Linked DNA regions of Mus musculus: regions 2, 3 and 4 are each linked to region 1. A link is a contact called in public HiChIP or PLAC-seq and promoter capture Hi-C data. All regions are on one chromosome and are shown on one strand. Each heading gives the region's core, a stretch centred on a gene start, on an enhancer-like site or on the middle of the called end of the contact. The rest is flanking DNA. Distances are from core to core; before and after follow the strand shown.

Evidence for each region. HiChIP or PLAC-seq counts read pairs in DNA pulled down with a chosen protein or histone mark. Capture Hi-C pulls out chosen DNA fragments and counts their contacts.
Region 2: a FOXA1 HiChIP or PLAC-seq map of pancreatic cancer cells shows a contact between it and region 1. The contact joins the enhancer-like site here to the promoter of Frmd4b in region 1. A contact is called at or near these places in 3 of 484 Hi-C or Micro-C datasets (the C2C12 cell line, bone marrow-derived macrophages and cardiomyocytes), 11 of 115 datasets of contacts at active chromatin or transcription factors (the 230-238 cell line, bone marrow-derived macrophages, embryonic basal ganglia and 6 more) and 1 of 9 other capture datasets (adipose tissue).
Region 3: a contact with region 1 is called in a FOXA1 HiChIP or PLAC-seq map of pancreatic cancer cells. The contact joins the enhancer-like site here to the promoter of Frmd4b in region 1. A contact is called at or near these places in 2 of 484 Hi-C or Micro-C datasets (cerebral cortex and nephron progenitors), 3 of 115 datasets of contacts at active chromatin or transcription factors (memory CD8 T cells, pancreatic cancer cells and stem cell-derived neural progenitor cells) and 2 of 9 other capture datasets (adipose tissue and liver).
Region 4: a promoter capture Hi-C map of adipose tissue shows a contact between it and region 1. The contact joins the promoter of Lmod3 here to the promoter of Frmd4b in region 1. A contact is called at or near these places in 19 of 39 promoter capture datasets (the 3T3-L1 cell line, 3T3-L1-derived adipocytes, the C10 cell line and 12 more), 1 of 15 datasets of contacts at CTCF or cohesin (large pre-B cells), 6 of 484 Hi-C or Micro-C datasets (CD8 T cells, the HPC-7 cell line, bone marrow-derived macrophages and 3 more), 7 of 115 datasets of contacts at active chromatin or transcription factors (the 230-238 cell line, bone marrow-derived macrophages, embryonic stem cells and 3 more) and 4 of 9 other capture datasets (adipose tissue, embryonic stem cells, liver and 1 more).

The regions. Positions count from the first base shown.
Region 1 is chr6:97,484,188-97,491,658 of GRCm38.p6, forward strand. It overlaps Frmd4b (FERM domain containing 4B), which reads right to left and starts at 3,633. Exons shown (of 23, transcript NM_001346637.1): 1 at 3,406-3,633. The coding sequence starts at 3,567.
Region 2 is chr6:97,274,227-97,281,362 of GRCm38.p6, forward strand. No RefSeq gene overlaps it. Among named protein-coding and RNA genes, the nearest start is that of Gm32191, 25 kb to the left of the region's middle. Within about 2 kb of position 3,900, at least 246 of the 459 cell types and tissues checked have an H3K27ac peak or open chromatin away from gene starts, as enhancers often do. A contact at or near this core is called in adipose tissue, bone marrow-derived macrophages, cardiomyocytes and 3 more, where this site is marked.
Region 3 is chr6:97,310,920-97,317,887 of GRCm38.p6, forward strand. All of the region lies in intron 11 of Frmd4b (FERM domain containing 4B), which reads right to left. Among named protein-coding and RNA genes, the nearest start is that of Gm32191, 62 kb to the left of the region's middle. Within about 2 kb of position 4,727, at least 28 of the 459 cell types and tissues checked have an H3K27ac peak or open chromatin away from gene starts, as enhancers often do. A contact at or near this core is called in pancreatic cancer cells, where this site is marked.
Region 4 is chr6:97,247,547-97,254,613 of GRCm38.p6, forward strand. It overlaps Lmod3 (leiomodin 3 (fetal)), which reads right to left and starts at 5,211. Exons shown (of 3, transcript NM_001081157.2): 1 at 4,732-5,211; 2 at 1-1,018. The coding sequence starts at 5,025. Gm32191 (a long non-coding RNA gene) reads left to right here and starts at 5,358. Exons shown (of 4, transcript XR_869294.2): 1 at 5,358-5,564.

The sequences.
Region 1 (7,471 bases), core at 2,383-4,882:
AGGTCTGAGGACACCTTGTAGGAGTCTGTTCTCTCTGAGTACCATGTAGGTTCTGGGGCATGAAATCAGGTCGTCAGACTTGGGGGCAAGCTCCTCTACCTGCTGAGACAGCTTTAATGCCATACACTGTATATTTGCTAATGTATTACATATTGTATATTATGTATTACTATCATTGTTATTATTATTATTGGCCCACTGAGGATTGAACTCAATGCCCCACATGTGCTAGGCAAGTGTTCTTCTAATAAGCTGCACCCCAGCCAGAGGAGGGATCATTCTTTTCCTACTTCTCCCTGAAATCATTTTTGCTCCCTTTGGGCTATATCATGCCACTGAGAATGCATGAGAAGTAATCCTGTTCCCTGTGCCAATTAGTTCATGGCATCGGGGTGGTACCTGGCATTAGGGTGATCCATGGCCATTGGGGTGGTGTGTGGTATCGGGTGGGCAGAGCCTACATGAGTGGCCCCGAGGACACACAGGCAAATTTGATAGGGAAATATATGAAATTCACTTTCTTTCTGGCTAAGTTAATATGAAGGCCTAATGAACTACTACAGTTGTCAGACGCCAGGAGGAAAGAAATCAGAAAAGCATTATCCCAGTAAGTGAGCATAACCCGGGCTGGGAAATGAGCACCAGGTCCCCTTCTAACTGCCTCTCATGTTTACTCTACATGGAGAGTTGTAAGCTGTGTGGTTGTCACCTCTTCTTACTCTGTTGCTAGTTTTGAGTTGGACCTCTTACCATTAAAGAAAAAAAAATCCTAGATGATAGAACAGATACTATTTACTGGATGCGTCCTAAGCTCTCGGCAGTGTGCTAAATGTTCTACGTGTCACTTAACTCTTACTAATCTCTTTAATTAGTGCTGTTCTAGTCTTCACCTGACAGAGGATGGAGGGAAGCATAGGAAGGCTAATTGCTCTACGGTCAGACACAAGAAGAGCCTGGATTCATCCCTCCTGTATCTCAGGGGCGGAGGGTAGAAAGCATTCTCTCTACTGCTTCACGGTCAATATAATCTGCGCTGCCATTTTACTGCAAAGCACTTGAAAAAAAACCATTTTTTAATGATCTTTCTAAGATAGCAATGAAGCTCAGAGGTAGAGTCTTCACCCTAGAATCACCAAGGCCCTAGGTTTCGTGCATGCAACTGCCCAAACAAACAAACAAACAAACATCTTCACAAACGATCAAGCAATCTAGGTCTGTGGCTCACCCTGGGATACTATAGTTCTCCTAGGGTGGAAATTGTCTTTTTTGTTTTGTTTTGTTTTGCTTTGCTTTTTAAATCTTAGTTCTCCATAGGACAGGAGCCTTTAATGTAAATGTCATATTTTTTCTCTGCTTATGACAATACTTATAAAGCCATCATTATTTGCCTGCTCTTATTGACCGGGAGGATGAGAGGAGCTCAGTTAACACCCGTCTTACAGGGGAGAACAAAATATTTGAGCAGCTTACCCTTTCAAACTGCTGTTGTGTTTAAGATGAATGATTGATGATTCGTGCTATATATTTGTAATTTCAGTGCTTGGGAGGCAAGGACAGGGAGATCCATGGTGCTTGCTGACCAACCAGCCTCATCTAACTAGCAAGCCCCAGGCTAATGATAGCCCCTGTCTCAAAACTAAGGTGGACAGTATTGCTGAGGAGTGACCCTACTGGCCACACGTATGTGTGCACATGTACCACATGCCTGCATATGTGTGTGCACCCACACGATCATGAGCACGTACACACAAAACATTTTCAAAATTAAAAAGAGTAACTACTGGCCGATCAGCTAGAGAAGCCAAAGACTCTCCGGTTTTTGGAATCGTCATCTCCGAATTGCTCAGTAACAGCATTAGCAGTAAGCCATAAATCCACAGAATCCGTGGGGAGTCTGGGCATGGAGCCTGTCTGATTGGCTACAGTATTTGTGCTTTCCTTTTGAAAGTTCCTCAATATTTAAAAAGAAAAGGCGGCCCTACGTGATGGGGCTGGGGTGGGTGTGTTTACTCCCAACCAAAGTGAGCAGAGACTTCCCAAGAGAGAAAAGGACTGAAAGATAGACACACGTCTGGCTCCAAAAAGCCAGGAGTGCAGTTTCTGGTGGCCAGATGGGCTATGGGCACAGCTCCCTAATGCTCTCAAGCCCCATCGGGCCTCCAGGGCTCTCAGTCAGTGAGCCTTGCTAAGTCTATTTCAAACATATTACAGATATGTTAGGCAAACCAGGAACACTGAAACCACAGGTTAAAATGTGTGTGTGTGTGTGTGTGTGTGTGTGTGTGTGTGTGTATAAACAAGAATAGCAAGGGAACATTCATTCCTGAGAACTCTTGTAGTCTGTCCTTAGTTGGCTTTTATTCTATCTGGTTGATGGAAGACTATGACTTTTCAAAAATCAAAGCTAGAGTCGCATATGGGACACTCTATGACAGATATAGTTCAGCCCTATTAGGAATAGGGTCAGGTTATGTGTAAGGAATTCAGAGAACTGTAACAAACTATCCCCAGGAAAGAAGCCCAGGTATGAATCTTCATAATTCAACAATGCAGTTTTTATTCTTTTATCTTAAAGGTATCCATCTCCCAGTCAGAGTACTTTTATATCCATTTACTACTGTTCACAAAAATCCAGGCAAGTTGCAATCCCAGAGAGGATGAATGGTCTCCTCATTGGGCAAAGTTGCTGCAGATTTTGCCTGCAAGATGGGGCCAGCCAGCAAAGCAATAAAGAGGCTGTGTTGTGCGACAGATTAAATCCAAGTGTAAGCATTCCAGCGCTCAGCCAAGCCACCCTTCCCTTCCCTAGCCTGTCAGCCTCCCACAAAGTGCTCCCAATCCGCCGCTGTCCTTCCGTCCCAAAGCCAGGCAACACAGAATCAGCTTTTCCTGGCTGTGCCCTGGAAGCAGGGGCTGCCTGGTGGAAAAGTGCAATAAAATCAAGAAGGAAGAAGACAAATTCACTAAGACATGCTCTGACAGCAAGCAATGACGGGAAATCATAGCTTCCGAAATGGCCACCTCCAATGAAATGAAATGAAATAAAACAGAAATAATCCTCTCAACCTCAAAGTCGCTTTCCACAAACGACGTGTTGCAAAGGCTATAAGCCCCTTTACTAGTGCCAGCAGGAACCTCCATCACGTTATAATATATGTTTGCTTGGGGTGGGGTGGGGGAGCGGATAACTCCCAAGTGCCCCCATGCCCAACTGAAAAAAAAAAATTATCAAGCCACAGTTAGCTAGAGCTGCTGAGGGCTTGACCCAAGCGCTAAGCTCCCCGCGAGGAGTTGAAAACAAAGATATGGGAAGCCTGAGGTTATGAAATCATACAGGTGGACCGGTCCTCAGTTGAGCGCCGGGCATCCCCGCAATGGCCCCAGGGCGCCAGCTCCTGGGCTCACCTGGTACACATCCCGCAGCCCGCACCACGTCCGCAGCACCTGGTGGCAAGCCCGCAGCCTCTCGGTGTACCATCTCCGCAGCGTGGACACGGTCAAGTTCCACACGAAGCGGCTGCCGCTGAACAGCAGGTCCTCCACTCCGCACATGAACACCGAAGCCATGCCGCTGCTTTCCCTCGGAGCCTGGATTCCGCGATCCTGGGCTCGCCACGCTCTGCTGTAGCTGACAGCCCCGGGGGTGGGGGGTGGGGGGTCAGATCTGCCACTGAACTCGCCTTTCACTGTGTGTCCCGGCCAGGTTGGGGCGGCATGCCCGGGGATTGGGTGCCCGCCAGCCAACGGCTGCGACTGGCACGGAGGCTGTGTCACCCCGCCCGCCCCCACCCAGCGCCAGCTTCCTAAGCTCCGCCAGGCCAGCCCTGGGTGCTCCCTGGGCGCGGGAAGCCCTGGCCAGTGAGGACTCCCCGCTGAGCTGCTCCTGGGCACAGGGCCGCAGGCAAAGCCCAGCAACTCTTTGCAAGCCTAGTAGGGAGCTGCATTTCAGCGCGCTTGCACACACACACACACACACACACACACACACACACACACACACAGAGAGAGAGAGAGAGAGAGAGAGAGAGACACACACAGACACACAATCACACACCTAGACCTAGCCCCGGGACACCTGTATTTTACTCTTTAAGGTCGCTCTGCCTTGCATCTTGCTCTGTCCACACCTCAGTGATAAACACCTCTGGGGAAGCTATAGAAGCAGAAGACCGGGAAGAAAAAAAAAATCCTGCAGCATCTCCCTTTAGATCTCACTCCCGAGAGAATTGTGCGTGTTTTCTTGGCTCTGCTGAAACCAGATGAAGAGCCTCAAAGCAACAGTGTGTACGCGCCTCCAGCCTCTCTTTGCTCCTAACTTGAAGGTCTCCAAGAAAATGCCAGCCTGCCTTGGCCACCAGCAAAGCAGGTTCCCTGATACCCTCGTGAGGCCAGTTTCAGGGCAGCTGTGGGCTCAGAAGAAAAACAAGGCTTCTTTGATCCTCTGGCAAACAGCATTCAGTTAAGACTCCCTAGGAACCAGAAGCTTCGAGAGAGGATCCCTGGTCAGTTTGTACAAAATTCTACCTCAGGATATACCGGGCCACAGATGGCATCACACATCCGACGGGGGAGCTCACTGCTCAAAAATAAATACGAAATAAGTACATGAATAGAAAAATAAAAACTCGTCCTCAGCTCCAGAAGCCCTGGGACAATTCGTGCTTTTTAAGGTCTCCACAGGGAATGATAAGTCTCTAAGGAGTTTGAAAAGGGAATCTAAGAAGTCCCACACACCCGAGTCTGTATTTTTCCTTGAGAATGTTTGCACATTGCAGTCCCCAGAATCCCATCCCATTTCCAGAGCAAGCTCACTGCAGCTGGGAAGCAATCCTAATTACACTCACTGGATCACGTGTACACAGACGTCTCTACACGAGAGGGAGGGGCCCAGCATCAAGGGGCGGAGTCAAGAGAAGGCAATGGGATGATTATGATCAAATGACATTATCCATGTGTGAAAGTGTCCTGAAGCCCATTATTATATAATTAATACATGATGATGAGGAGGAGGCGGAGGAGGAGGAAGAGATAAACAACCTACTGCCCCAGATTTCAGGATGGAGGTATTTCTCTCTGAATCTACCTTGTTGGACAATGGTGAGCATTTCATTGGTCGACTCACACCTGTGCTATTGTCTTTGCTATTAAGTGGCTGAGAGGTGAGATGCCAAAGCTTTTCTTCCGAACTAGCTCCAGAGGCCTCGGGACAGATTATCTGCCAGTCAGTCAGTTTCATTTCAGGTTTCAAATGTGCCCTTAGCGTCTTAATTCCGGCCAAACACCAGGAGCATCCAAAACGACAGGAAAATCTGTTCTCAGAGCACCTGTGGGTTCCAAGGTGGCTATAACTGGAAAACTTTTTTTTTTTTTAATGAAATTTCTTTCACCACCAGGAAAAAAAATTGCTTAAGGGAGTCTGTGGGATTCATAGAGGTCACAACCGCTCTGAGATCTATGCTCCTTCTTGGCCGGGAATCTGTCTGCTATTCATATTAACATATTGGTTGTAGTTTACCAGGGTAACAGTCATGGTGTTTACACACACAGTCTGACATAGGAGGTTTTACTGAATTGGAATAAAATGAACCAAGCATAATTTGGAAAAAAAGTCACCTGATGGGAAATTGTGGAACGTCAAAAAAAAAAAAAAAGCCTTTTAAACCATGGTATTCTTTTTTTTTTTTTTTTTTTTTAAATGATGCAGTGGCCTGAGTTCTCGGAAATGTCATGCAGCCTAGGGAATACCAGAATGATATCCCCAACAGGTCAATTCCCACTGTCTCGTGACACCATCCTCCGAGAAAAGACGCTCTCAAGACACCTGGGCAGGTACCGATCAGCTCTCACGTCAGCCATCGATTGCAGCCTGGGACATTTTGACTCATGGTTTCAAAGCTAGTGCTTACAATACGTTTCTTTCCTTTTTTCCCTCTATATGCTCATGTGAGCCCACGCCTGCTCATGTGGAGGCTAGAGGTCAATGCTGTATACGTCCCTCAATCACTTGTCCACATTAATAGTGTTTGTCCAGACAGGGGCTCATGTAGTCAGGGTGGCCTCAGAATTGCTATGTAGTCAGGTTATGACTATGATTCTGAACTCCCGATCCTCCTGCCTCTCTCTCCTAAGCGTTGAGGTTATACGAATGTGCTACCCCACCTCACGCGGGGTACATGGTTCTAGAGACTAAACCCAGGATCTGTGGATACTAGGCAGGCAGGTGTGCTACTGGCTGAGCTACATTCCCAGCCCCTCCACCTTATTCCTCCAGACCGGGTCTCTCACTGACCGAGAAGCTCACTTTTTGGCTAGATTGGCTGGCGAGTGAGCCCCCAGGATCTGCCGGACTCCACCTCCCAGTTGTGGGTTCCAGGCACATATGGTCACTTGGCAGTGGCCTGGGGGCTGAGGATCTGAACTTAGGCCCTCAGGTTTGAATAGCAAGTACTTGACCCACTGGGCCACCACCCTCACCCCTACCCTCTCTCCAGGCCTGGACAACTTCCCTGCGAGTGAGACACGGTATTACAGCGTTAGCCAGATAGGCCAAGCAACAGCACATGGGAGCTTGCTCAGGTTGCAAGGTTTTAGGCCCTTGCGGGCCAGCAGTCATGGGGACTGAGGTTAGTGGTCTTGCTTTTCACCTAGCCTTGAGTCGAATCTAGCTGACGTTTATCTTGCTTGTCACCCTGTGGGAGAGAAGAAGGGTGGATGGGAGGTAACCATGGTTTCAAGTTCCTGAGCACCTTGAAAAGACTCCTTAAGCAGGCAAAGTATGAATGCCCTCAGGTACAACATGGGAACATTATCAGAATCCACTACTCGGGGTCGGGGAGAGACAGTAAACATAACATTTCAGGAAGTGTGTAGAATGGCGGCTGGCAAGAGGCAAGCACCAAGGACATCCGGCCACCATCACTACAGAAAGCAGGAATTCCCTGAACGTTTTGGACTTAGGGAAAACAGTGTAAGTAAAATATACATTAAACTTTTTGTTTCCTGCAGATGTGTACTTTGCTTGTCTGTAAGTCTATCCACCACATGCATGCAGTGCTCATGGAGGCCAGTAGAGGGTGTTCTACTCTCTGAAATTGTAGTCGCAGACCATTGTGACCTTTCTTGTAGGTGCTGGGACTGGAAGCCAGGTCCTCTTGAAGAGTTCCCAGTGCTCTTAACGACTGAGTCATCCTTCAGTGCCCAGATACGCATTATTAAAGCTGGGTATGGGTGTCTGTGTTGGTAATCCCAGTGCTAGGGAGACAGACATAGGTAGAACCCTAGGATGTGCTAGGCAGCCAGCCTAACTTAATCCAGGAACTCCAGGCCAGTAACAGACACTGCCTCAACAAAATAAGACAAACAAGGTAGAAGTCCATGACTTCAACATGCACACACATGTGCACATGTGCCTGTACCCATGCATTACCCACACAAACATGCACATACAAATATGCTTTTCTGAAGATAATTT
Region 2 (7,136 bases), core at 2,650-5,149, 210 kb before region 1:
ATATGTGTCTCAATGAAGTTCTCATGCCTCCTAGGAGTACACGTGCATGTTAGCATGCCCTGCTTCCTTCCTTCCTTCCTTCCTTCCTTCCTTCCTTCCTTCCCTTCCTTCCTTTCTTCTTTCCTTTTCTTCCTTTTCTTCCTTTCTTATTTCCCTCCCTCCCTCCCTCACTCCATCTTTCTCTCTCTCTCTCTTTCTTTCTTTCTTTCTTTCTTTCTTTCTTTCTTTCTTTCTTTCTTTCTTTCTTTCTTTCTTTCCTCCTTATGGGTTCTGGAGATCCAACTCAGGTCTTCTTGCTTGCAGGGCAAGTATACTTGACGTTCCTGAGTAATGATGTGGCTTCAGAGTTCAAGTGAAACATGAATTGAAATAAAACATGATTTGAGGGTTGGGAGGCTGGAGAGATGGTTTAGCAGTTAAGAGCATTGGCTGCTTTTTTAGAGGACCAGGGTTCAATTGCCAGCACACACATGACAATTCACAAGTGTCTGTAATTCTAGTTCCAGGGGATCTGACACTCTCAAACAGACACACACGCAGGCAAAGCACCAGTGTTCATAAAAATAAGAATAAATACCCTCGGTTATCATTCCCCAGGTGCTACCCTTTTTCTTTCTTTCTTTCTTTCTTTCTTTCTTTCTTTCTTTCTTTCTTTCTTTCTTCCTTCCTTCCTTCCTTCCTTCCTTCCTTCCCTCCTTCTTCTTCTTCTTCTTCTTCTTCTTCTTCTTCTTCTCTTCTTCTTCTTCTTCTTCTTCTTCTTCTTCCTTTTTTTTTTTTTGAGACAAGGTCTCTAACTAGCCTGAAACTCACCAAATGGGCTAGGCTGGCCAAATAGGCAAACCCTAGCCATTCAGGTGTCTCTGCCTCCCCAGTGCTGAGATTAAAACCATGTACCTAAACCTAGGTGCTAGGACTCTAACTCATGTCTTCTTGTGCTTGCTTGACAAATACTACACTCATGGAACTTCCTAAATCCCCACTTTAAGACAAGGCCTTGCACTGAAGTATTTAGTCTTTTGAATAGCAGGATTACAGGCATGTATCACTATATCTAGTAGGGTCCCTGAAACCTAAAAGCACACAGCCTAATGGAGGAAGAGACTGGTGAGGGATGGGACTCTGTTTCTCTCTCTCTCTCTTGTTTTTCTCTCTCTCTCTGTTTCTCTCTCCCTCCACCCCCCCCCTCTCTCTCTCTCTCACACACACACACACACACACACACACACACACACCACAGCAATCCTGAGGTTGACAGCTGTATAAAGCTGTATAAAGCTACAGCTAGTGCTGCTCAGGGAAGGGTTTATTTATTTGGGAGGGCCCTGAGAAACTTGCCCAGGTCGAAAGGATCTGAATTAGGAATTGAAGTGGTCTAATGTCTAATACTCCTCTATAATTAAAAAAACGAATGCCCCCCAAACCCTCCAAAGGTCACTAACGTGGAGGCGAATCTAGAGACATCTCTGTCTGCATCAGCGCGCAGCCACATTATTAGAAGAAATAACTGCTCACCACATACTCAATTTACTAAGCTCCAAGGAGCTGGAACTGGCTGATATTTCAGAGCCAGGTTGGCAACGTGATTACAGGTACTTTTAAAGCCCCCAGTCCACACATTCTCAATAATTTACATTGCACTGTAAATGGAAGTTGATCCTTGGAGGTGGGGTTGTTGTTGTGCCAAGGAAGTAATTTATGTTGCCCTGAGCTGGAGCTCTCAGTATAAGAAACAGCATTTGCAGGATGGGCAGGTACCACACTCTGTGCAGAGCATTTCCTGTGCCGAAGCAGCTATGGTAGTGAAGGCAGTAGAAACTCAACCCCTGCCTTGAAGCCTAAGACACTGAGCCACTTTCTGACGCCTCTTTCTATCTCGTTACTCTGTTAAAAGCCATCTACACTTGCTGATCTGTTGAAGAGCACAGAAATGAGAGTCTTAACTGTTGTGTTTTATAAAACATAATATAATGCGGCAGGGGCGAGAGGGACAGTCTCGTTGGGCCCGGAGGTGTTCCCCAGAGGAATCACCACCATGTGACGGGCCAAGTGCGAACGGGAAGGGGACCTGGGAAAGGAGGGGGACAAAGAAGGACAAAGAGGGAGGAGAGAGGAAGAGGATGGCCATGAACTTGTGGGGAAGAGAGAGATGGAGAGAGGGAAAAGGGGGAGAGAGAAGAGGGGCGAGAAAGGGAGGGGGAAGAGGGGGAAGGGAAGGGGGAAGGGGAGGGGGAGGGGAGAGTTTGGCTATTAGTACCAAGCAAGCAGCTGCGCAAGCTGTTGCTAGGTAGCTGTTGGGTGGAGCCTAGAGGAATTGCCAAAACTAACCAGGGAGATCCAGACCGTTTTGAAATTGCAGCTCTATTTACTAAACCATCAGGTTGCCTGGGTGACAGGGCGATAAAATAGAGGACACACTGGGGACATGGATGCACTCCATGTAGGTTCACCCTTTGCTTGTTTCAAATTCAAACCTAACTGGGTCTTTGTCTCTGTTTGTTAAACACATCACCAGTAAACTCTACCACATGGCCAGTAAAATGACAGCCTACGGTAGAAAGCTCTGAGCCCAAATCTCTGCCAACAAGTAATAGTATGAGGGTGGGGGGATGTAGCTCAGTGGTGGAATGCCTGCCCAATATGTGTAAAGCCCTGGGTTCTGTCCCCAGCACCAGTGAATCAAGCCCGGTGGCACACACCTCTAATCCCAGCACTCAGGAGGTAGAGGCAGGAAGATTACAAGTTTAGGGTCGTTCTCTGCTACACAAGTTGGAAGCCAGCTTTGGCCATGTAAGACTCTATGTCTCCTCCTCTTCCTCCCCTCCCCTCCTCTCCCCATTCCCCCCTCTTCTATCTCCTCCCCTTCCCTCCCCCTCCACTTCCTTCCTGTCTCTGTCTCTATGTCTTTCTTTCTCTGTCTCCCTGTCTGTTTCTGTCTCTCTGTGTCTCTGTCTCCTTCTCTCTCCCTTCACACACATGACTGCGCAGAGTTAGATCCATGCCCAGCTGGCATGTGTCTCTGTGCTGCAGCCCCAGCCCCAGCATGCACGAGGCCCTGTGATCACCCCAACGCTGTGGTCCTTCTTCATATGCCCTTTAAAAGGTGACTTGCACCAGGATGCTCCTGTGTGGGGGTGATTTCCTCTGTACTTGATTATGTGACCTTTGGTGTGTCTGAGCATTTATCCTGGGCTCTCATTCTTGTATCTAAAGCAAACAAAGATGTCACTGGGCCCTCTTGTTATATGTTGGCACAGTACCAGACAGGGACAAACCATTTGTTGTTTGAAGCAAAGGAAAAACCAGTCACATCAAGCCTGTCTTTACTTAAAAAATTTAAAAAAAACCAAAAAGCAGAATTTGTGTGTATGTATAAATTAATTTTGATTTTCTAAAAGACTGTGTTTAAAAAATCTTGCCAGTTTGGCTTGTTTGACTTTTTTTTCCCCCTGAGAAAGTACTTTACTTTTTATAAACCTCTACTGTGGTCTTCAGTGACTATTAAAAATGTAAGTCTTACATTATTGATGTTTAAATTTAATGCTGTTAAATGTTACTAACTCTCTTCCTTGCAGAGTCCCATTAGAAACAATAACAAGACGTGGCTTACTTTGTCCCAAGAACTGAGGCACACGTTATTAAGAGTTAGATGTTATTGAATCCCTACATTTCTCCATGCTTCTAACCCCCCAAACAACTCCCCCAAGAGCACAGCGAGTAATCAGAAGTGTTGGGGGTTAGAAATTAGAAACTGGGCTTTCGTTAGGTTTGTTTCCTTCTCCCTGTAACCTACAGCACCTTGTTCATACAATATTGAGAATCCCGAATCCAGGGCAGCTAGGAGTGCCTGCCTGCAGTAAACCGGGACGGCCCCTAGGTGTCCTTCTTAACCAATATTGTACGCTCTGAAAGTCCAGACCCAGCCCAACGATTAGAAGAAACCTGGTCCTAGTTAGTCTAGAAGGTTCTGTCCAGATGAAGGGCTTATGCACTGAGCCGGGGCACCTCTCCGTGCCCGGGAAAGGCAGGAAGGACATTATCTGCGTGTGACACCTCACTGCACAGACTTCTCACTCGGAACTGTCCCAGCTGCCCTTGCACAGAGGAGGGTTTGCCTAATGTTAGGTCTCAAAGAAACCCAGGGCAATTGGCTACCTGAGGTGCCTATTAACATATCAAAGCTGACTCTGGCTACCTCTCAGTAGCCTGTGGCTTCTCCCTGAACTTCTCGCCCCTCCCCCTCTCCTTCCCCTAAACCTCTGTAGCCCGCGGATTGGGCTTTCCTTCCCCCAGCCTCTGATCGCTATATAACTCAGCCATTTTAGTTACATGCCCTCTTAGTATCTTGGTTCCTCTCTTGGATCGCTTGCCACTCCTTTCCTCTCTCGCCTCCCATCCCCGACCGTGGCCCAGTTCAGTCTGGACCCTTCCAGATGCCTTTGGCTGTCCTCTCCCTCACACCTACAACAAAACCTTCTCTCCTCAGCCAAACCCTAGGAGTGGTCTTGGCCTCATTTTCCAGTCGCCTAGGAATCTCAGGTCTACAGGACACACTTCCCATACTGAATGGTTTTGTTCTCAGCTCTGTCTAAAATTTTCCCAGGATGCCTGAGAGATAAATTCTTAAAAAAAAAAAAAAAAATTGGCACTTAGAACTCTTTTCCAAATTTAACTGCCTGCCCTCTTGTTTTTTTTTTCCCCCCTCTCTCTAAATCTTTTGCTTGTTTGCTTTCTTATGTGTGCAGAAAAGGCAGTGACTTGTCTTGGAGCCAACAGCATGACCTGACGCAGCATGAGTTAGGGAGGTGCCAGGGTGTCTGATTTAAGGTGGTACTCACTCTTGAATACTCACAGGTATAATTTGCCCTGACCTTGCCGGACAGCTGAGGGGGGAGGAGGAGGTGGAAAACACCCATTCAGGTCTCTAGTGTAGCCTACCTGTCCGTGCACTCTGAACGGAAGGAACTCACACTTCACAAAGGCTGTCTCTGGAACCCCGCCTTAAGTGCCTCTAACTACACACCGGGCACAAGACTAACATCCAAGAGCTTTGGGCTGGGATTAACTGTGGTGGCCTTGCTGTGAGGATTAAATGAGGGGGGAAAATTCTAGGAGCTGGGGGCAGGAATCAACCCTCAGCTGGGATGTTTATTTCAGTACTGTTATTTGAGTGGCTAAATGAATGCACCTCGGGTCTGGGGCTAGGGAGATGACTCAATCGGTAAAGCAACTGCCCCCTGACAGTGAGGAGCTCAGGTTGGATCTTGAAAAGGCAGAGAAGGCCAAGTGACAGAGCTGCACGTCTGTATTCCAGTAGTCGGCTACACATTTGTAATCTAGTGGTCCTACAGTGAGCTGTGAGGCAGAGACAGGAGATTTCCCAGAAGTCCATGGGCCTGCTAACCCAGCATAAAATAGTGCTGGACAAGCAAGAGACTCACTTTCAAATAAGTACTGTGGCAGATGTACTATGACGTGTGCATGCTATCACTCATACACAGGAACACGAACACATACAGAGAGACACAGACAGACAGACAGACAGACAGACACACACACATACACACACGGGTGGGGTAGGGGTGTAAAAAAAAAAAAAACAGCTTTCTAGATCAGGAGCAGCACCTACTAGTTTCCCACACAGGTTACTTTATTCTCGTCAGGTACATGCTGTGCTGCACTGTTTGTGCCCATTACACTGGGCAACTTGTACGGTACCCTGGTGAGTCCTGTAAGAACCCGAGGCCTAGAAGACTAATGCTAGTTCTAGAAACCAGCAAACACTGAGCCTGGGACAGACTCCAAGCCAGATAGTCTGTCTCCAAGACAGCCTGACTTCAAAGCCCACACCTCTAACCACTACTTTATGAAGACAGTGGTGTCTGTCCAGACACCACCATCAACTCCCTGAAAGGCTTCTCCAGTAATTGAAGGGTGCCGGGGATGCCTCTCCCAGCCTGGAGCTCCTGGGATTCCTGATGAGACCTTTTCCATTTCCCGGCTTTTGATCTTTTTAGGATGCCTGTATTTTCTGGGGAAAGGGCAAGCTAGATAATAAGTTCCCCAACAAGTGTGTGTGTGTGTGTGTGTGTGTGTGTGTGTGTGTGTGTGCTGTGTATATTGGGAAGGAGAGACATGGGATGACGTGAGGCTCATTCCCAGCAAGAGAAGCATTTAGGGGTACATCTTGCAAATGCTGCAGCGCATTTTCCTCCATGTTATTTGCAAAGATTATTCTAGCCCACTGGCTGTCCCCTAACCCTTCATGGAGACTCTAAGTCGAACCCTGATGGAGAAACCCAAATCGCCCCTCTTGTGAACTCCCTGCAAGCCTGAAAGTATGTGGACTGGACTTTTCTTCCTGATTGCTGGTTGTGACAGTCACCCTGCTGAGCTGACTCCCAGCCTTTCCTTCTACTTCTTTCCCAGGCTTTTGTTCTTCCTCCTTTTCTGTTTTCGTTTTTCATTTGGTTTCCATTCAAAGCCCTTGCTCTGTCACTGACTGCTTCCTCAGCAGCATCCTGGTCCTCACAGAGCACGTGACGGCAACATCAAGGGCAAAGTTGGGAATTCTAGCTTTAACAGTTACTGTGTGGTCATGGGACCAAAGGTTTGGCAACCTTTCTGAGCCATTCTTCATGGCCTTGTCAGGGCATACAACTTTCCGATAGAGTCACAGGAGAGGGCTAAGTGAATTGACACACAGGACAGTTTGAATGCCGTTGTGAGGGCTTTCTTTTCTGTTGCTCAGACTTCTTTAATACTAGCCTCAGTATTTGGGGAATGACCTCATCCAGCATCAACTCCTCAAAGGGACCTGGGATGTCCCACCAATCTCAGGTAGGATTCGTGCCTTTATTCTCTCTCATCACCCTTGGTCTTTTTTTGCGGGAAATATTAAAAAAAAATTAAAATAAAAGGACCTGTAGACCTGCGCTACTGCTGGCAACTGGTGGGCCACATGGCTCCAGCTGGGTGATCTCAACTTGGTGGTCTGTCTGGAAGGGGCTGGAGCTCCTGCGTTCCCTCTCTACCACTCCAGCCCCACGCAACGACTGTCCAACTCTCGGTCAGCCGCCACACCACTCATCAACCCGGTAAATCAAAACTCTTGAAGCTTATAACCCATCAGATTTATG
Region 3 (6,968 bases), core at 3,477-5,976, 170 kb before region 1:
TTACCTAGTAAACTTCACCTCACCAGTAAATCTTCCTTGAACAATAAAACCGCGCATCCGCAGAACACGCATCAGTTTTTCCCCTGACTCAACCTTAGGACAGGAAACCTGCATGGTTACTGTAAGCACAGACCTTCTGCTTAAAAGACCTAGCTAGACTTCACATTTAAATGGAAAAGCCACCAGAGGGGATGTCTCAATAAAGATCAAAGATAACATTTCAAAGGCACGCAAAGTGAAAGTAAAAGAACATCCCAGGCAAGTCTAAGAAGCTCACCTAGCCCAGTGCCCCACAATGACACAAACAGAATGCCAGGAATCCAGCAAGGGCTGGGGTGGGGGCGACGGCTGACTCTTTCAGCTTTCTCAAGTGAAGAGCTGCCAGGTGTGGCCAGAGCTCCCAACCTCTGCCTGCCTTGTCCAGCTGCCTTTACGATGGGGGACTCAAAGTGACTTGTCATTTGGATGGAGAAACAAACTTTGCTGGAAATGTGTCTTCAAAAGCCAAATAATATGATAAACTGTGCATACTGACAGGGCTGAGAGTGCCTGGCTGATTTCTGCAGCCCTTTCATTAAGTTTTGGATTGATGCAGGCTCTTCGAGGTCTTATCTTGGACCGGGTGGTCCTCTCCTACAACCTCAGACATTGCTAAGATCTGCCTCCACATTAAAGCGACCCCCAGAGCCTTTCTTAGAACACACTTTGTTGTCTAAGAAGCGTTGCTCTGCAGCACACAATCAGAAAACACATTTCCCAAAGAACAGAAGCTTTCCACAAACGTGGGCGCACATTAAGATGGGCTGAGCTGTACAGTTTGTAAGAGCCGCTGTAGAGCCAGTGTCCAGACTGAACCTTAGACCCCAAACAGCACGACTGACTAGCGTGCAGCAGGGACAGACACCCAGCTGTCTGTCTGCAACTGCCCCGGCTCTCCAGTTTCAAGGAATTAGTAAACACAAAGAGCTACATACCCACACCTACGGTTTCTGTGGCGCTGACGTTGTCATTTCCTTCAATCCAAAAGTTCCCCCAAATGGGGCAGAAACGTGAGAGGAAGCCCAGGGATCCTGCCTGCCTCCCTACCCACGACGGTAGCTCCGGTACCTTCTGAATCGAGTTTCATAAGACACTTAGGTGTAACTCGGTTTCACAAACCAAGCCTCCCACGGTTGACACACCACTGACATCAGCCACTCTGCCGAGGGACACCTCCCCAGCACACTCTTTCCACGTCAGGGAGAGGGGAGCCAGGTTCTCTCCGGTAGATTTTCTCAGAAAAAGAGTTCTAAAATGGGGCAGCCTGGATTCCCACGGTACTTCCTGAGAGGTGAGCCGACTTTGAATCCAGGCACGAATTGCACCCAAGGCTGTTTGAGGAAAACCTTTTTACTCAGGTCTACTCACTGGCACACGAACAGGTTCAACAGGAAGAGTCAGAAGGCAGCCGGGCTGTGTTTTCCTTTGCGTCCATTCCCACACACATAAAAACAGGGCTCCACTTGAAACCTGATCTCTGCGCGCCGCCACCTCCCCCTCTTATCACTTGCGAATGGGAAATGCTAGGCTGACTCCATTCAGCCTGCCCGGAGCGCAGAGCAAGCTGGCGCCCCAGCAAAGGAGAAACCCTACTTAAAACTGAAGGGCTTCTAGTTATTTACAGAGAATCGGAAATAATTACATGGCAACTGGATTTGCAGAAGACGTTATGGGAGACAGGCAGGGCTTTTTTTGTGTCAGAAGAGCTCCCTTCCCCCCTCCCCCCAGTCCCCCTCCTCCATCTTAAAAGTTTATGCAAAGGGTGCTTTTAGATCCTGGACAGAACAGTATGAAGGTGGCCTGGGACTGCTAACAACATGGACTCTGGGTAGAATGTAGAGGGAGTAAGTGGGCCATGAAACTTCAGCTTGAGAAAAGCTGGGATGAAATTAAACTGACAGAATTAGTCCCTGTCCATGTTTGTTTGTTTGTTTGTTTTTGTTGTTGTTGTTTTTGCCTGATTCTCGTGCTTTCTGGAAGTCAGTCCTCAACATTTATTCTCAAATTCAAATGAAAATATAATTCAAAAATAAAAATAATACTTATTTCTCAAAATTATGAGAAAATTGACATAAAATGAATGACTGTCTGTCAGTTCAGAGCCCAGACCTCTGTCTGTCATCTGGAGAATCCTTTAGAAATTCCATGTGCCTATCAGTGCGATCCTATTAACGTTTACAGTGGCTACAAATACTTTTTATTGTAACTGCACTTGATCTAGCTGGTGGTTAGATGTAAGATAGTGTTGTTTGATAGGTCAGTTTTTTTTTTTTTTCCATGAAGTGTGTACCATCATTCTTCCAGTACACTTTTCAAGTGTTTCTGAGTGCTTGTTTTTAGGGGTGAGGGGGAGGAGGCTGAGGGTCTGGAAGGGCCAATGGAGGCGGGTGGATGTTGTTTAAAGGTGCACTAGTGTTCAAATCCTAACAGACTACCGACTATGGATTTCAACCAGGATACAGGCTCTTCTCTGGTCCCAGTGCCTAACAGCAAAGAATAAACCAGAACTGGTCAAAATCATGTGGAGATTTAATGAAAAGGGGAAAGGGAAATTGGCTAGGGAGATATCCAAGGCAACCTGCCTGGTTTGAAACTCTTTCTTAGAGAAGTAGTCTCGGAAACAGATAAGAAGGACTCTTCATCTCTGAGAAATGTCGAAGGTGCCAATGGGATTCCGAATGTGAGGAGAAGATTCGGGCTTAAAAGGAGGCAAAATGGAAGCAGCTTTACACTACAGATTTACCACATCTTGGATGTAGTAACTTGTCAGGCATTGTATGTGTCGTTTGAGTTAAAACAGCAAAGCATTTGTGTGCATGCGTGTATACAAACCTACTTGCAATCTTCCTACCACAAACAGAAAAAACAAAATTGCCCAACTTAAAATGCTAATCCTGAAGACTTTAAAGAAAGAGGAAGACAACGGACGGGATTCGTTTTCAATAGCGTTCAGAATATGGAAAGGACATGTTTTTCTAAAGCTGGCTGGAGTGAGTGTTCATTGTCAACGTGCTCTTAGTGGAAGCCATGCAGTGGAGAATCTGCTGTTTCCCTGATGCTGCTAGCTGTAAAAGGGAAAGAGCGGAAGTGTGAAAGGAAGACTGTCGACAAAGCCTCCCCAATGTCTCTCTATTCTGGACTCGTTTGCAATGATTACTTGTCTCTTTGGAATCAACAGAAGCAAGCAGATACAGGCGAGCGGGCGGTGTCTTGGGTTACTCTGATATCACAAAAGTAAAGGAATGGATAAAACATGGAAGGAGGGGGAGTCACGGAAGATATCTTCCAGAAATCACAACAGGAAGACATATCTCAAAGTCACTCATCCTCTGTCTTCAAACGAGGAAGAGTCCAGGATTTAAACGCCGAGGTAGGGGACCATGGTAGGTAGCGTCAAATACTGTTAGAAAATAAACTCGTGTGTAAAAATATCGTATGCACATGAAGTCTTCTTCCTGTTCAGACACAAAGGCATCTGAAGACTTTAGGGAAAAAAATATTTGCTACATTATGACACATCATTCAAAGAAAGGAGTGTCTTAAATATTTAAGGCATTTTGTAGATATCAACCATTATTCTAGCCGAGGTCACCTCTGCCATATCTCCACCTGAACTTGGGGCTGGCAAGGTGAATCAGCATTGCCTGTTCTTCCAGAGGACCTGAGGAGTTCATTGCCGGCACCCAGAGGGCAGCTCACAGCTGTAACACTAGTTCCAGGTTGTTTGACCTCTTTTGACCTCCATAGGCACCAGGCACACATGTGGAACACAGACACGCATGCAAGCAAAAACTCACACACAAACATAAATAAATAAAACCTTAAAGCAAAACAAAACAGTCTGATAGTTTGAAGGGGTGGGAGCCCTGAGGGACTTTTAGAAAATAGGTCTGATGTATACCACACCAGGCTGGCCTTGAACGTAGAGATTTACCTGCCTCTACCACCAAGTGCTGGGATTAAACACATGCACTACTGAGCCTGTCTCAACTTTATATATATATATTGAGACAGGGTTTCTCTGTGTAGCCCTGGCTGCCCTGGAACTCACTTTGTAGACCAGGCTGGCCTCGAACTCAGAAATCCGCTGGCCTCGAACTCAGAAATCCGCCTGCCTCTGCCCCCCCCCCCCCCCGAGTGCTGGGATTATAGGCGTGCGCCACCACGCCCAGCTTCAACAGTATTTTTTAATACCTCCTATGGGCAATGTCCTGTGATTGTTGCTGAGCTGTGAGCAGGTCCCATCCCTCATGGCATGCACACACAGGACTGCCCTGAGGGTCTGGGCTTACAATCGAATCCACTACTCAAGAGCTGTGCTTAGCTTTCCTAAGCCTCAGTTTCCTCTTTTGTTAAACGGCCCAATGATGCCTGCCTCCAAAGGTTCTCCAAATACAAGTTTATGTTTGTAGGGTACTTGGCCCAGAGCCTGGCTCAACATATCCATCAGTGAGTGGTTGAGCTAATGTGTTGTGAAGGAAGGGCTTGCTGAACACTTAGCTAATTGTTACTAAATGGGCAGCAGCCACTTAAGAGCAGAAACAAAGCTAGCCGTAGCTATCTGCCTCCACATCTTCTTTCCACGGAGGAAACAGCTCAGTTATTCTGTTGACATAGCTGTGTCATCCACCAGGCCTCCAGTTCTCAATTTCTATGACCACACTGGACTAGGAGCATGGATCTCTTGGGTGGTTTCCTGGTGCATCCTGGGCAGGGAGTGTGGGTCTCATGGGTGGTTTCCTGACATAGCCTATAGGGAGGAAATCGGTTCCTCTGTTCCATACCTGGCAGTCACAGAGGAATAGAAAAACAGAAGGGTGGGGCATCAGCCTGTCCCACAGATAGACTGGGCAACAAGCTCCCTTCTGTCTGGAGTAGCCAGGAAAAAAAATGATGTGCCCTGACAAGCAGAGGAATGTTGGAGAACCTGCTGCATAGGGCAAGGGGTTTGCTGGAGGATCATAAGACCCCCTCCCCCCTCATAGGGAGCACTTTGGACAGAAAGGACCCAGTTCTCTTTTACATCATGACAAACTGCAACTACATATCACCCAGGTCTGAGAGTAAGGTGGGATAGGAAAAGATAGCACAAGGAGTTGGGACTTTTCATTGGCTCCTGTATTATAGGTTAATCATTTAACTACAAATTCAAATGGAAATGACTAAATTCAGGATAATCACAACTAAGGTACATCAAACAATGAGTCACTCGGGGAGGGTGATTCCCCCATATCCCATGATGTGAAGCAAAGCAAACCAGGCAGCACTAACCTATTCTGAGGGTTATATCTGATGAATAAAGATATTGCTAATGCCTTCTGGGGTACCAAAAACCATGTGCACTGACCCTTCCCCACAACCAGACATGGAAGCACCGTCTTAAGCTAAATCCCGTCCAGGAGAAAACAAAGGCTCACAGAAGGGAAGGGCCACTGACAAGACACCCAGGCAGCAGGGATGGATCTGGGATTCACCTGCAACCATAGTCAGGATCCAAAATGCCAGCATAGCATCATAGCACATCACTTCTTCTTCTTCTTCTTCTTCTTCTTTTTTTGGTCAGGGGGGAATCTATAGTGACATTTGTTGTATTTTTAACAGGAAGAGGAGGAGGAGAAGGAAGAGGAGTAAGAGGAGGAGGAGGAGAAAAGGAAGGGAAAGAGTAATATTCATGTATACTTCAGATTAAAAAGAACAGAGAAGGCAATTATGGCAGCCATTTTGTGGAATAGGACCAAGTCCCTTGAAATGGGGCTTGATTTCACAGCCAAGGCTAGTCTTAGACCCATGTTGATCCTCCTGCCTCAGCTTCCCAAGCACTGGGATTACATATGTGCCCTGTGACCTGCATATCCCTCAACAATTACTAGTGGTTTGCAGCTCAGGGCAACTGAACTATTCCCCACCTCACCCCACTTCCAGGCTATCTGGTGGTGGGAGGGGACTTGGCTGGTGATCACATGGGAAGAGAGGATGCTGCCAGGACAAAGTGCAGACACTGTGCCCTGTACTTCTATGCTCAGGAGAGTTCCATACTTCAAAAAAGCTAGTGATCCAGCTGGGGCTGAGAAACGCTGAGTTAGGGGGCAATATTTTGTGTTCTTTCTGGGTTTTGAGAGGTAGGATATGTAAATGAAGATGCTTTTGCTCCATAATAGTAAGTATCAGAATTCCGATTCTTTCACATAGATAATACTTTTTAGAATCAACATGGTTGCTCAGGTACTTTTCTAGATACAAACGTTACCTGTTACCTGCTAGAGAGACTTAACTATCCCAGACTAAAGCGGTCCTGTGTACTCAACAGTATCAGTTGTGGTAAAAATACTTTTATAAGAGATCCCAACAGAACATTCTCAGAGTCTGAAAACTATTCTTCTTCAGGTGTGATGTCATAGCCATATGTATGTAAAAATGTCACACCTCACATGTAATCAGTTAAATATGTTGGCTATTTTGCAAATAGGTTTAGATGGGTTAGGATAGGTTCTGGGTATTTAAAAAATGTGTCATGTAAAAACTGGATATCTAAAATGACATCATCTCACCAAAGTTTCTTCTGTGGCCATGTCTCCACCCAGGGCTGAGGGGTTGGCCTCTTTCCTGTTACAACTTGCATGGGGGCACATGGGCATGCATGTCAGACAACCAGGCCTGGCATGGTGCTGTTCCCAGGTGTCGCCGCAGATGACCAGGTACTCTCTGACTCTGTTTATGGTTTATGTCTCTGTGTTTGTGACTGTCTCTCTCTCCCTGTCCCCACACCCAGCCCCCAGAACTCACTGTTTCTCAGTCTGACTTCAAATTTGCGCTAAATGTAAAGATGGCTTTGAATTTCTGATTTTCATACCTCTATTTCCTGAACACTGGGACCAAAGGTACACTCTACCGTGCTTGGTTTATATGGTGTTGGGAATCAAACTTTAGAC
Region 4 (7,067 bases), core at 3,961-6,460, 240 kb before region 1:
GCAGCCCCAACCCATTCTCCAACATAGCTATCAGCTTTCTCTGCTCTTTAAGTTGCTGCTGCTGCTGTTCCTCCTGTCGTTTCTGCCTCCGTTTATCCTGGTTCCTGGTAAGCAGATTCGTTACCACCATTCTGGGACCCGGAAGCTCGAAATGGTAGCCCATCTTCAACAGAGTGGTGTTGGCCTTCAGAAGCCTGGATATTTCCATCTCGGCGTGGTGACCTAGCATATGTCTCTGGTTGTGAAACCGAAGTTCAGTTAGCGTTTCATTGAACTGGAGGCACCTCATGATGGCCACGATGCCCTTCCCAGTGATGAAGTTGGACTCAATATTGAGGGTGGTGACGCTCCTGTTTTCCCGCAGCATGTTGGCCAGGGCAAACGCTACGCTCTCATCAGCACCGACGTTGGCTAAACTGAAGGTTTTGATGTGTTTGTTTTTCTTCATGGCATTGACGAAGTCCAGCAACATTTCTTTAGGGATATTTTCAATGTTGTTCAGGTTGAGTTCCTTCATGTCGGGGTCGTTCTGTCTCACTCGTCTCAAGCTCCCGTCCAGGTCTGTCTGGTTCCCTGAGGGCCTCGCACTTACCTTCAGAAAACTGGTATCTAGAGCTAACTTCTTAGGGTCTAATTTGGCTATTTTCTTCTCACCTTTTTCTTTGGTCTCTGATGTGTCTTTTTGCTCGTGCGCTGTTTTAGTAGCCAGTTGCTGGTAGGTGCCCGGATTGTTGTGGATTTGTTCTTTTGCGTCATTTTTTTCTCTGTTGGCTTGTTCACCATCTTCATCCTCTTCCCCTTCATCATCCTCTTCATCTTCTTCCTCCTCCTCTTCATCTTCGTCATCTTCCTCCTCCTCCTCTTCATCTTCATCATCATCTTCTGCTTCTTGTACATTGTTGCTCCCATTTGATTCTCTTTTTTTTGCAAGGATTTCACTATTGAGCTTTTCTTTTAAAAACTGGGGCATGTTTTTAATGCCCTTGTCTCCTACTTCACGCTGGTTTTGAGTGTTTTTCTAAAAGAAAGGTTTACACCAATTAGAATCCATAGCAGCAAGGAAATACAAAATATAACAATGTCTACTGGGGTTTAAAGTATTTTTTAGGGGGCTGGAGAGATGGCTCAGCAGTTAAGAAATGTTTGCTGCCTTTTCAGAGGACCTGATTTTGTTTCCCCACACCCTCTTCTAGCTGCTTACAGCTTCTCTTAACTCCAGCTCCAGGGACCTGACACCCTCTTCCGGCCTCCTTAGGTACTGTACTCAAATAAACTAAGGCTAATCTCACAAAGGAATGCACATGCATGCGTGCATGCACACACAATTAAACATAAAAAAGTCTTTCAAAGGCTGGCGAGATGGCTCAGTGGTTAAGAGCGCCAACTGCTCTTCTGAAGGTCCCGAGTTCAAATCCCAGCAACCACATGGTGGCTCACAACCATCCGTAACGAAATCTGATGCCCTCTTCTGGAGTATCTGAGAACAGCTACAGTGTACTTACATATAATAAATAAATAAATCTAAAAAAAAATAGTCTTTCAAAATATTTTTAGGGCTGGGGAAATGGTTCTGTGGGTAAAGTACTGGCTGTACCAGCCTAAGAATCTGAGGACCCCAGTTCAAACTTTCAGCACCCACATAAAGTAAGATGAAAGACAGGAGATGGAGACAGAAGAATCTCTGAAGGCTCCGGGCCAGCTAAGCCTGCCAGCCAGTGGTGATTAAGAGACTAAGAGACCCTGACTCAAACAGGTGAATGCTGTGACTGACACCTAAGGTGGTCTTCCCTCTCCCTCTCCCTCTCCTTCTCCCTCCCTCTCTGACACACATGCACACACACACACACACACACACACATACACACACACACACACATTCATACACAGAAACACACATACATAAAAAAACCACACATACACAAAAGATTTTGTAAAAACTTAAAGCCAGGCATGGTGGCACCTGCCTTTAACTTCACCTTTCCGGAGGCAGAGGCAGGCAAGTCTCTGGGTTCTGGGCCAGCATATGGTCTAAATAATGTGTCTCTACTACCCAGAGCTACATAGAGAGACCCTGTCTCAAAACCAAACCAAACCAAACAAAAACTTTAATGAAAACCATTTTAAGTGAACTAACTCAATCTAATAAACCGTATGTGTAATGTTATTCCATATATGTACACGTACAAATTTATATATGTACAGGAAAACACTTCTATAATTATTATCAAAGCCTTGTTTTTGTTTTTCTGAGTCAGGAAGGTAACCCCTGGAGGAACTGAACGTCTGCCGCGTGCCTGCTACCTGCATTGTGCAGCCTTTGGTTTTACATTTGCCTTGTGTTGCTGCTACAGAGGATCCCACGGTGAGCAAAACCAACCAAGTTAGGAGGAACTTTTGCAGACACACGCTTGGGGTTGTGCCCGTACATACATATATATGTGTATGCACATTTCTATCCTACACCCCGCCTGCCCATATGAGACATTTTACCCTGTTTCTAGACACCCTAATAGCTGCTATACATGATGCAAACAGGGACTGTTTTATTTTAAAAAAGAAAAAAGTGTCTGTATATATCCAGTCCACATGGCAAATAAATAAATAAACAAATAAACCTTTTTTAGTGTTTTCAGTTCACAATTCGTTGAATTCAAGGATGGAGTCCCTGAGGATACACAAGACCAAGTACATTCAAATAAAAGTTAGTTAATTTTGTTTTCAGATGCTATTTTATTTATTTATTTACTTATTTATTTATTTATTTTTCCAAGAGCTGAGGACCGAACCCAGGGCCTTGTGCTTGCTAGGCAAGCAGCGCTCTACCACTGAGCTAAATCCCCAACCCACAGATTCGATATTTTAAAAGATGATTGTTAAAACATATTTGGAACTGATACAGATTTTTAGATCCCTGTAGCAAAGCCTTTGTTCCATGTGTATTTGAAAGGGAGTGTTTCTACTCCACAGAGCTCTGTTAGAAAATAGCTTCCTGCCGAGCTCTGGTGGGACACGCCTTTCATTCCAGCCCTGGGAGGCAGAGGCAGGTGGATCTCTGTGAATTTGAGGCCAGACTTGTCTACAGAGTGAGTTCCAAGACAGCCAGGGCTACAGAGAGAAACCCTTATCTCAAAAAGAAAATATTCCTTCTACCCTTCCTAAAGTATCCACTGCTCTCGGAGACACGCATGATGTTGCATTTCCTGAGGCTCTGAGACTGTGACATGGTGCAGGGGAAGGAGACTACTCTGATAACCTGGAGTGTGTTTTTAAAACCTTGGTTTGAATCCTAGCTCTGGGGAAACCACCTTCATTACTCACTAGTCTCTGAAGCAAAGCGCATTGAGGAAAGAGCCAGCCTTGAAATGGAACAGGATTAGGGTGAGATTTACAACTCTGCAGTGTCTGGGAAGGGAAAAGGCAGGCTTCAGATCAGAGTCCACTAGCTTCTCCTGAATCCTTCTCCACTTTGTGTGCGTCTGTGCATCTTGCGGCTGTAATTCCCAAAGCTGGTGGAGAAGTCTGACATGCAGTGTTCTGAGCAAGAACTCAACGCTGGTGATACATGACAGTTGACAACATTGTCCTTAAACTACCTCCTAAAACACCCCATGTCTCATCTGCTCCAGCAGGGGGAGCCAATTATCAAGCTGTTTAATGCACACGAGGAAACAAAAGCATTGGTTTTTGTCTGTAGTCCTCCTAAAACTGGTCTTTGTATGGAATTGTCTTCGAACTCACAGAAGTGCAATTGTAAGAGGTCTGCAAAGGACACGATAAGCTCTGGTCTGATCAAGCCTGAAATTTATTTCCTGGACTTCAGTTTCTGCTTAATGCTCACTACTGTCTTCTATCACACCAATGTGACAACATGCACCTGTGTCTAGCAGGTGGCCCCAAAGAAACCATACATAAGAAATCTGTCTTCTTTCTTCTCAATCATTTTTAAGTGCAACATTAAAATTTGTCCTTTAGAACCATCAAGACGGCTTATCAGGTAAAGGTACCTGCCACCTCGCTTGACCTACACACACACTCACACACTTACACACACACACACACACACACACACACACCTAATAATAAAAAAATGTAATTAAATTTTAACTGTGCTTTATACAAAACTCATGCCAGCTCTAGTTTTTAGATAAGTATCTCAAGAGAGGACTCTCTTGAAGATTCCTTCTTAGACATCAATTTTCAGGTGTCATCACTGATGCCCAATGCACATACAGTGTGCCCACGTTTTCAGTCTTGGGTTTGGCTTAGTGTATGGCCAGATTTCTTCAGAAGTGGGGAATCTTTGACATTATATGTAAAATATCGTATGTGCATAAGTAGTCTGGAGAAATGTGGAGTAGAATTTGGACAAGCTTCTCAAAAGGAGAAGCCAAAAAAAAAAAAAAAAAGACAGAAGAGCTGTTTCTGTGTTAAACCATTACATGTCATTCATGGCTACAGACCACCAACTCCACACAGAGACCCTGGTGCCAATGTTGAAAGAGAAACACTGACAAGAGGTTATCACCTTCTCCCCACTACCTTGCAATTATACTATTTTTTCAGAAAGTTACAGCCTGGGCTAGAACTTAATATTATAATTTAATTTAGGTGTGCCAAAATCCAAAACAGAATCACACATTTCATTCAGTCTTGAGAAATCACAATTGCAAAACACTACCCTGCCAGCCCAGTCCCGGCAGCCATTTGTGTCCCACACAGATCCCTGGTTACCTCAGACTGCACAAAACTGACAGGAACTCGTTCATCTTCCAGCATGCGTCTAGACGCCTTTTGCAAATACATGTAATCAACGAGAGACTTATGGTTGAAGTTTCCTGTGGGTGCCTTGTCTGTTTGATCCTTTTGGATCATCCCCACAGGAAGGTGGGGGTCAGGGGCCATGACTTCCATCTCTGACTGCAGTTCCTTCAGCTCTTCAGGGGATAAGTTGGCTAGGAGTTCGTCTTCATCGAGCTCCTCACTAAGGGTGTCTTCTTGCTCCGAATTCCTGCTGTGCCCCGACATAGTTTACTTTTTTTCTATCTGTTTCTAGATCACCAGAAAAGAAGAAATAATCCAATATGATATATTTTAAAGAAGGAATCAGTATGCAAACACCTCAGTGTCTTCTAATTAACAAATATCTTAGGCCAACCCACCCTTGAGAGATTTTCTCACTCAATGGTGTTGGTTGAGCTGCTGGGAGTGACTATAGCTCAGCTCATGTGGGATCTATATTAAGCAAGGTTTTCTGGGCAGAGTCAAGTTGTGGAACTACTACATGAGTCCCTTTTTGGCAACTTGAGTCATCTGGACAAATCCATCTGACATTTCAGTACAGCTGCTGGGCTAGACAGCGAGTAGCCGGGCTATGGAATCTCTGCAGGAATAAACGCATTCTTTTCTAAAGCCCTCCCACCCCAGGGAGCCCACACCCCATGCTCTAGATCTCCCGGGGAGCCTGCTGCTGCTTATCTAAACAACTCACAAAACATCAGAATGAAAATCCAGCCAGCAAATGCAGTTTCTCCTGGAATAGAAGCGTCGTCCCCTGAAGGTGGCCGGTGAGCTGGGCTTTGCCTGATCTTTCCAGCAGGCTCTGGAAGCCGTGCCTCTGAAGGGAACAGCTCAGGTCTTGCTATGGTATTCACCCCTGTGTAAGTGAACCGGTGCAAGCTGCTCTTATCTGCACCTAGATCCTGTGACCTGACAGATGGGGATAACAAGGCCCTGAATTTCCATGTAAGGGAGAGGGGCCATGTAAGGGGTTTAAAACCATTTATGTCTTTAGTAAGTGTTTATCAAACCTAGCTAAATTAAGATGGCTCTGAAGAGAATGTTTGTAATCATACTGTTGAAATACTGGGAGAAAAGGGACATGAAAAGAGTTTCTTTGTAAACTGTGGGGGAGGGACACTAATTTTTTTCAAATTGCTAACATACATTTATGTTGATCCAACAACCCTACCTTTTGAGGTATATACCTCAGATACACTCCCACCAAGGTGAAAGCACAATTGTATACATTAGCTGGCTACACAAAACTCTAAAACAGTGTGCATGACAGGATAGTCTTGAGACAGTAAGTTAAACAAATGTACATAAATAAAAATAAGAGCCAGGCCAGGTTCTGGATGCCTTTAGTCTCTTTGTACTTGTACTCAGGAGGCAGAGGCAGGCAGATCTCTGTGAGTTCAAGCTCAGCCTGGTTTACATAGCAAGTTCCAGGACAAAAAGGGCTACATAGAGAGACCCTGTCTCCAACACAACCCAAATAGATAAATATAAAAATATCAGTGAGATAGATTATTGAATAATAAATAAGAAACCAAACATTTCACGTGATTTTAGGGAGGGGTATAGGTGTCTAGAGGGCTGGGCTGGAGAAAGGCTTCACCATTATATATTTATATATTTCATATATATTATATTTTTATATTTTTTTCCAGAGACAAGAGTCCTTCTGTGTAGTCCTGGCTGTCCTGGAACTCACTCTGTAGACCAGGCTGGACTTGAACCCAGAGATCTGCCTGCTTCTGCCTCCCAAGTGCTGGAATTAAAGGCGTGTGTCACCATAGGCTAACTATTGTCAAATTCTGAGTTTTGCAACTCTTTACTCAGAAATTTAGATATTTTTGTACAAACAGGAACATAAGATACAGAACAAGAGAGAGTGTGAATTTTTCACCTTATTTCCCTGTTGAGAGCAATTGCAATGAATGCTTTGGCTTGTCTCAGTCATTTCTTTAGAAATAGGAACTCTGGATCAACATGCCATCTTTATAGCCTTTGGCAATTTGACCTTGGAAGTCAACTCTGCCCTTGGCTTCGCCCCTAGCCCTGTGCTCTTTGGTTTATTGTTTGTTTTTGACATAGTTTTGTTAGGTAGCTTTGGAACACACGTCGTGGCATGGCTGGTCTTGATCTTGTAGCTATCCTCATGCCTCTGACAGCCATGTGTCATGACTACAGGCAAGCACCACCCATATCCAGTCTGCTCTCTGTTTTCTCCTTGATCAAATCAGATTACTTTTGAGGTAATTACATATTCTAGAAAAACATAACTT